Linked DNA regions of Mus musculus: region 2 is linked to region 1. A link is a contact called in public promoter capture Hi-C data. All regions are on one chromosome and are shown on one strand. Each heading gives the region's core, a stretch centred on a gene start, on an enhancer-like site or on the middle of the called end of the contact. The rest is flanking DNA. Distances are from core to core; before and after follow the strand shown.

The links. Promoter capture Hi-C pulls out the DNA fragments that hold promoters and counts their contacts.
Region 2: a contact with region 1 is called in a promoter capture Hi-C map of the HPC-7 cell line. The contact joins the promoter of Odf3b here to the enhancer-like site in region 1. A contact is called at or near these places in 10 of 39 promoter capture datasets (the C10 cell line, the HPC-7 cell line, HPC-7-derived erythroid cells and 7 more), 4 of 15 datasets of contacts at CTCF or cohesin (CD8 T cells, the NIH/3T3 cell line, large pre-B cells and 1 more), 20 of 484 Hi-C or Micro-C datasets (B cells, the C2C12 cell line, CD4 T cells and 13 more), 14 of 115 datasets of contacts at active chromatin or transcription factors (the HPC-7 cell line, the SCID.adh cell line, T-cell acute lymphoblastic leukemia and 10 more) and 3 of 9 other capture datasets (adipose tissue, liver and pancreatic islet).

The regions. Positions count from the first base shown.
Region 1 is chr15:89,238,308-89,241,977 of GRCm38.p6, reverse strand. The region is part of intron 1 of Ppp6r2 (protein phosphatase 6, regulatory subunit 2); the gene reads right to left. Among named protein-coding and RNA genes, the nearest start is that of Ppp6r2, 29 kb to the right of the region's middle. Within about 2 kb of position 1,792, at least 54 of the 459 cell types and tissues checked have an H3K27ac peak or open chromatin away from gene starts, as enhancers often do. A contact at or near this core is called in the G1E-ER4 cell line, the HPC-7 cell line, adipose tissue and 5 more, where this site is marked.
Region 2 is chr15:89,377,260-89,380,929 of GRCm38.p6, reverse strand. Odf3b (outer dense fiber of sperm tails 3B) reads left to right here and starts at 1,676. Exons shown (of 5, transcript NM_001013022.1): 1 at 1,676-1,860; 2 at 2,081-2,284; 3 at 2,491-2,595; 4 at 2,709-2,830; 5 at 3,058-3,481. The coding sequence starts at 1,752. The coding sequence ends at 3,234.

The DNA.
Region 1 (3,670 bases), core at 543-3,042:
ACCGTCTCCTCACACAGTCTAAGGTCTGCGCACAGAATGGCGCCGCCCACAGTGGGCAGGCCTTCCCACCTCAGTCACTGCAATCAGAATAGTCTGCAGACATGGCCATTTCCCAAGTGATTCTAATCCTGTCAAGTAGCTGACAATGTTATCACACTAACGAAAATGTCAGACCAAAAAGAAAAGAAAAGAAAAGAAAAGAAAAGAAAAGAAAAGAAAAGAAAAGAAAAGAAATCAAGAGCCATTATTGTGATTGTCATCTTGATGGGACTGAGAAGCACCTAGGAAGCTATAAAGCACTTCCGGGTGTGTCTGAAGGCATCCAAGAGATGATTGATTATGGTGGAAAGATCTGCCTTGAATGTATTGTTGATACCATCTAATACGCTCAGGGCCTGAAAAAAGAATAGCAGAAAAAAGGAGAGGCTAGCTAAGAGCTTTCTATCTTTTTCTTTGTCTTATTCTTTCCTTCCCTCCTTCCCCTCATTCTTTTCTATCCTTCCTGGTTCCCATGACGTGAGCTGTTCTGCTCTGCCATGGTCTCCCCACTGTGAAAGAGTAAGACTGCTCAGCCTATGAAACAAAATCATCTTCTCTCAAGTTGTTTATATGGGTATTCTGTCACAGAAATGTAAAACCAACACACCAGCCGGGCTGGGACTGTGTTTCTACTGTTATAAGCACTGGATTCTCTTCTAGAGGATCTGGGTTTAATTCCCACATCCAATTCTCCAGTTCTAGGGGACCTGATGCCCTCTTCTGGTCACCACAGTCATTCAACATGCACACATGAACACATGCAGACATACACATATAAGCAAAATACTCATTTAAATTAAAATGATTCGGGGGGAGTAGGCACTGTCATGACTAAACAATAGGGTTCTTTGTATTTTGAGAGTTTTTTTTTTTTTAAAGACAGTTTATGTAGCCCTGGCAGGCCTGGAAGTGACTATGTAGACCAAGGTGGCCTTACAGAAAGTTCTTTCACTGCCTCCCTGTGCTGAATTAAAGGCATGCCCCACCATATCCAGATTCACAGTGTAAGGTTTTATTGTTATTTTGTTTTGGTTTTGAGACAGGGTATCACAATGAGGCCTTGGCTGGCCTGACATTCACTAAGTAGACCAGGCTGGCCTCACACTCAGAGATCTAACTGCCGTCCACATGCTGGGATTAAAAGTGTGTGCCACCACACCCAGCCACAATGAGGTTCTTAAGACTCCAGAGCTCATGTGATTGTTGGAGGTATTTGGAACAGCTTGGAGAAAGACATTAGAAAGACTTTAGGATGCTACAAGATGAGATTTCTATGTAATTCTGCTGGGATCTCAGAAGATCAGAATACTGACAGGGGTGTGGGAAAGAAAGAGCAATTCTATATAGAAGCAACATCTATATTAGGAACTGGATTACAGGCCACTTGTATTACATTGCAGGGGGAAAATTCGTCTATATTCTGTCAGTGAATAGAGACTGTGTGGAGGCTGGGTTTATTTGTTTGTTTGTTTTTAATATGTATGGGTGTTTTGCCTGAATGTGTGTCTGGGGATTGGATGCCCTGGAACTGGATTTATAAATGGCTGTGAGCCACCAGGTAGGTGCTGTAAGTTGAATCTGGGACCTCTGGATAAGGAGTCAGAATTCCTAACCACTGAGCAATCCCTCTAGCTCCTTGAAGGCTAAGTTAAAGGTGAACAACTAGCTTCTGGTGCAGGCCCAGGGTCTCCCAAGCCCTTTCATTCCTGTCTCTCCAGACTTCCTCTTTATACTACCACAGCCTCTCAGCAGAGGCTCCTCCACCCTACTCATTTCCTGAGGCCTCTGCCTCTTGGTTCAGATTCAGCTTTCCCTTCTGGCTTCTCCACTCCTTTGTGTCAGCCAGCAGTCCTCAAAAACTCTTTTTACCAGGGATTCCCAGTGGCATGCTGGGCTGGTACAACGAAAGGCAATTTTCACTCTCCTTCCTGTCTATCCCCGCTGCTGATCTTTCAGGGGTGTGGTGTGTGTGTGTGTGGGTTAGTCTTAGTCCTGTAGCAGCCTACCTGCAAGAGCTCCCCCCTCCTGCCGTCTCCACTCACTGAGGACTCTGTCTCTTGGTGCAGATCCCAGCCTCCCTAGCTCTTCCCTGTGGACTTATTGCTTCATTTTGCTTTGAATATTTTTTTTGTCTTATTGTTCTTTTGCTTGTTTATTTTTTTATCTTTGTTTTGTAGGAGGAATTGTATTTCTTGACTTTGTTTGTTTATTTGTTTGTTTTTTTTGTTTCGTTTGTTTCTTTGAAAATAGACAGAAAAAAACAAAACCATTAAGTTGAGTAAGTAGGATCAGAAAGGAACCTGAAGAAGACAAAACCATGATCTTAAAAAAGTGATGAATTAGCTGATTATCTAGCACAGGAAACTCACTGCATGCTGGCGTTCAGGCTGAAGCATGGATATAAGTGGCTGCGCTATCTAGAGAAGCTCACAGCATGGGTATGAGCAGACCCACGGCAGAAGAAAGGCCTGAAAGCTTTCCACTTGCTCAGCAAAGCACCCCATGGAAAGTGGGGGCCTGGGGAAGTGTGGCTGTTGGAAAGGCAGAGGTGCTTAGAAAGAAGCCAAGTACTTGGCATCAGGACAATAGGAACCGGCCACTATCACTTTAGTTGAGGCAGAAAGCTTTTATGTCTTTTGAAAGACAGCTCTAGGCATCCGACTCATGCTCAGGCACTTAGGAAAGTGTTTCCCGCACATTCAGCCGTCTAAGCACCCATGGTCCAAGGGGTGCCAGCTACTGACCAAGCTGGCGGCAGACTGGGCACTGCCCATATGATGCTCAGGGCTGGTAGTCTGAGTGCTATAAAAACAAAAACAAAAACCAGGCCGAGCAAGCCAGAAGCAGCACCACTCCATATCCTCTATATCACCAGCTCCTGCCGCCCGCCAGGCTCTTGCCCTGTGTTCAGTGATGAACTATAAGGCAGAAGTGTAAACAAAATAAAACCTTTCCTCCCCATATTGCGTTTGGTCACAGTGTTCTATCATAGCTATAGAAACTCTAAGGCATAAAATTACTGAGGCTTCCATTCTGGTTTCAAAGAAAAGTCTGGAAGGTCAGGCAATGTGTAGTAGGGTCTGGATCCCCAAAGAAAGGCCCTGGAGAGAGTGATGCTTAACTCTGTAAAGGTAAGGCCAAGATTCAATGGAGACTCCAGGAGCCAAATGTGCTGTCTCATATAGGTATTCCCAGCACTGGCAAGACTGAGGCAGGAGGATTACAGTGAGTTTGAGGCCAGCATGGATTACACAGTAAGTAATAAGTAAGTAAGTAAATAAATAAATAAATAAATAAATAAGGCTAGTGAGATGGCTCAACAGTTAAGAGCACACACTACACTTATAGAAGACAAGGGTTCAATTCCCAGCACCTACATCTGTCAGCCCACAACCACCTGTAACTCCAGGGCTATCTGATGTCTCTGGCCTTTATGAAGGCCTGCACTCATATACGTATACCTCCTTCCTATGTGCATAACTAAAAATAAAATAAAGAAATAACTCCAGAAGTCAGAGTTGTCACAAACATGGAATGTGTGCTGGGAAAACTACAGCAAGTGAACAGAGTAGCCCAAGAGAAAAAAAGGCCGGTGGTTATAACCAGCAAGGCTACAGGGGTGATAAGCTGT
Region 2 (3,670 bases), core at 427-2,926, 140 kb before region 1:
TGGTTCAACATATGTAAATTAATGTAGCATAAATGGCCTTAAAGACAGAAATCACATGGCTGTCTCCACAGATCCCAAAAAGGCTTCAACAAAATCTAATTATGATCAAATCCCCGAAGAAAAAGGGACAGAAGGAACATATCTTAATACAATAAACACTAAGTATGCCAAACCTACAGCCAACATTATACTAAAGAGAAAAACACGTAAAAGCATTTTCATGAAAACCAGGAACAAGGCAGAATAATTAGTTTCTCCATTTTTACTCAGCATATTTCCTGAAGTCTTAGCTATAGCAATAAAAGAAAATAAAAAACGGGCCCACTTAGGAATAGAAAGCAAAGTACCCTTGTTTGCAGACTCTATACATAAGAGACCCTGAAGACTCATTATGTAGACTTGCCTGCTCTTGAATTCACAGCCAACCTGCCTCTGTGTCCTGAGAACAGGGAGAGATACCAGCTGTGCATCACCACACTGGCTTGGTATCTGATCTTTTGTTGACTATTACTTTCACCTTGATCAAGCCCACTGAAAGACCCTGCTTTTGCAAATAGATACTTATCATTTCTGCTATTTTTTATCCTTTTGTTGCCGTTTCTTTTGCTTTGGTTGAGTCAGGATCACCGTGTGTATTTCAGACTGGTCCTGAACTTGAGACCCTCCAGCCCTAGCTCTGAATACTGGAACTACCTGTTTACTCTGCTTTCTTTTTTTCTTTCTATTTTCTTCCTTTTTTTTTTTCTTTCTGTTTTTTCCCCTCAGCTTGCAAAATGAATTCTAAACATCATTAAAATGTTCATTGACACTGTTATCTTAGGGCTATAAATTTTTCTCTACTTCAGATGCATCCTATTCCGTTTTCCTCTGAAGTATTTTGTATCATTCACGACTCAAGGTTTGAGTTTTGATCCCAAAGGTTTTTTTAATTTACTTTTAAAAAAAATTTGTTCAATTGAGAATGTTTTGGAATGCGGTCAAGTCTTGCACTGTAGTCTCTCTAATCAATTTGCATTCTTTTTCTGGCCCAAAACATTAGTTTTGCAAATGTTACATGGGCTTACGTGGATACATAATTAGTGCTTTCTGTATGATTCCTTTATTCTTAAAGCGTCTTTGTCTGCAGATTTATGGCCCAGCCTAATGGCCAACCAGCACCCGCAGTAACGGGAGATGTACCCCAGAGCTCCTCCGCAGACCACAGTAGCAGGAGATAGTACTGAAGGCCCCGGAGGGTGGGGCCAAGCCCTTGGGCTGGTTGCCAGGAAGCCGGCTGGGACATAATGGGGTATGAGAGTTTGACAAGAGGGTTATCAAACTCCCCAGCTTTGCTTCCCCAAGAGGGTAACCACCACCGCAGGTCAGTACCTCTCCAGGCCTTCCCTCGGAGCACCCTGTGCCCCTAAAAGGGCCCTCCCCAGGGCCTCTTTTCCCAACACCTCTAAAACCCCTCTAGCACCCCAAAACTCCCCTTCCACGTTCCCTTTCCACGGTCTGGGTTCAAACTTGGCCTGTATTTAAACACTGGTACCGAAGCGCCTGGGATAGGCGGCCATGGATGGCTTTGAAGCTCGCTCCTGCCCTAGCGCACCCGCCTCCCATCCTGGGAAACTATTGTTTGTTTTCCGGTGCCCTGGGATACGCGTTAGCTTTGTCCTCGGTCCTGCTGGTCCACAGTGGAGCTGGGGAAGTGTGTCTCCTAGGAATTCCTTCCACAGGTGCTGCAAGCCATAAGCGCCCCCACCAGCGCTATGGGCTCAGAAGTCTGGGTCGGCACTTGGCGGCCACATCGGCCCCGCGGCCCCATCGCGGCGCTCTACAGAGGCCCGGGGCCAAAATACAAGCTGCCAACGAACACCGGTAGCAAGGGCGGATGCAGGGGAGGAAACTGGGAAGGTGGGACTGTGGGCGGTCTACACTGGTGCCAGGAGGCCAAGGAACTGGAGAACTGTGCCCGAAGCAAAAAGGGAGGGCAGAAGATTAGAGGTTCTGTGCGGGAGCTGCGTTGGTGAAATGGGAGAGGGAACAGAGCTGGCAGCCTCTGGGTCTTGCGGGAGGTGACGCGGGAATGCGCCCCCAGGTTACAAACTGCACGACCCGTCTCGGCCGCGAGCCCCCGCCTTCTCCTTCGGCTCGCGTCCACCCTTGCGGCATGCAACCTGCGGACCCGGGCCGAGTTACCTGGTGCCTGCTCGCATGACTGTGCGCGGCACAGTTGGCTCCCCGGCCTTCTCCATCTACGGTCGCCTAAGCCACACGGCGCCTGTCCTCACTCCGGGACCGGGTCAGCACCCTGGGGCCCGGGTCTCCCCAACGTGGAACTGCCTCCAAGAACGCCCACCAGGAAATTCCCCGGGAACCTCCTACCCATACCCAAAAACCCGATCCTCACTGTGGCTCCCATTTCTCCCTAGTGCCAAGACCCCAGGCTAGGCTTCCCGTAACTTACCCCACCCCAGTTCTGGCCCACACTCTTGGTCCATCCCATAGGCAGGTACTACCCAGAACGCGCGAGAAATGTGACGTACCCCAGCGCTCCTCGGCATACCATCGCTCCCCGAAACTGGGGCATCCTCGCAAAGCAAGAAACCCCAGGTGAGGCCTCAAGGGCTGGATCCAGCACTAGGGACCTTCCTATACCCCAACCCGCAGTCTGCCGTAAAGGCAAGGAGATTGGACCATTGGACCTCTTGCTGACTCCTCCTTAGGCCCTGGGTCCTACACCGTGCCTTCGCTCTTGGGCTCACGAGTCATAAGCAAAGTCTCAGCCCCAACTTACTCCATCTACAGCCGCAGCCCTGTGGGCAGCTGCTTCGAGGACCTCAGCAAGGTGGGGAAGGGTCTGCCCGCTGCATATGCAGTCCCTAGTAGTCAAGAGAGTCTGTGACGTTGGGGGTGGTGCAGAACTCCAGGCACCTCACCACTCAGGAAACTGAGGCAGGAGTTCAAAGCCGGCCTGGGGTACATAGTGAGATTTTAGCTTGAGGAAAAAAAAAAAAAAATCAGCTGATCACAAGGAACAGAGGCTGTACCCAGCACCCATCCTGTCCTCCTTAGACCCCAGGCCCTTGTGCCTACCACGTAGTGAATCCTATGATCTACAAGACTCGAGCCCCGCAGTTCACGATGCTGGGGAGGACTCTGCCACCCCGAGAGAACACCAAGAAGCCAGGACCTGCATCCTACAGCGTGGACAAGGTGGTCTGGAGTCGAGGGTCAAGGGGCAGGGGATGAGGGACTGAGGTCTAAGGCATGGGTCAAAGTCCCCAGGGAAATGGCATCCCTGTATGAAGCCGAACAGCTGGCTCGGTAAGGTCAGCCTCGTCTCCCCGACCCGCAGCACCGGAAGCCTTGTGGCTGGAGCTTCGGGATCAGACACTCAGACTACCTAGCCCCCATGATACAGTACCACGTGGACGACTGATGCCTGCAAGCACGCGCGCACAGGCTCTGGGTTGTTTACTTAAAGCTTTCTAAGTCAGTGCTGTGTGTCTCTCTTTCTTTCTCCGAAGCGGGCAAGGAGGGGTGGGGGAGGAGAGGACGAGGTGAGTTCGAGCATTGATTGTCTCAGTGGTATCTGAACCTAGAGATCTGTCGCTTGCCTAGAGATCTGTCGCACAGGACAAGCAGTGCTCGGGACCCATAGATACCAAGACCCCAGGGAACTGGG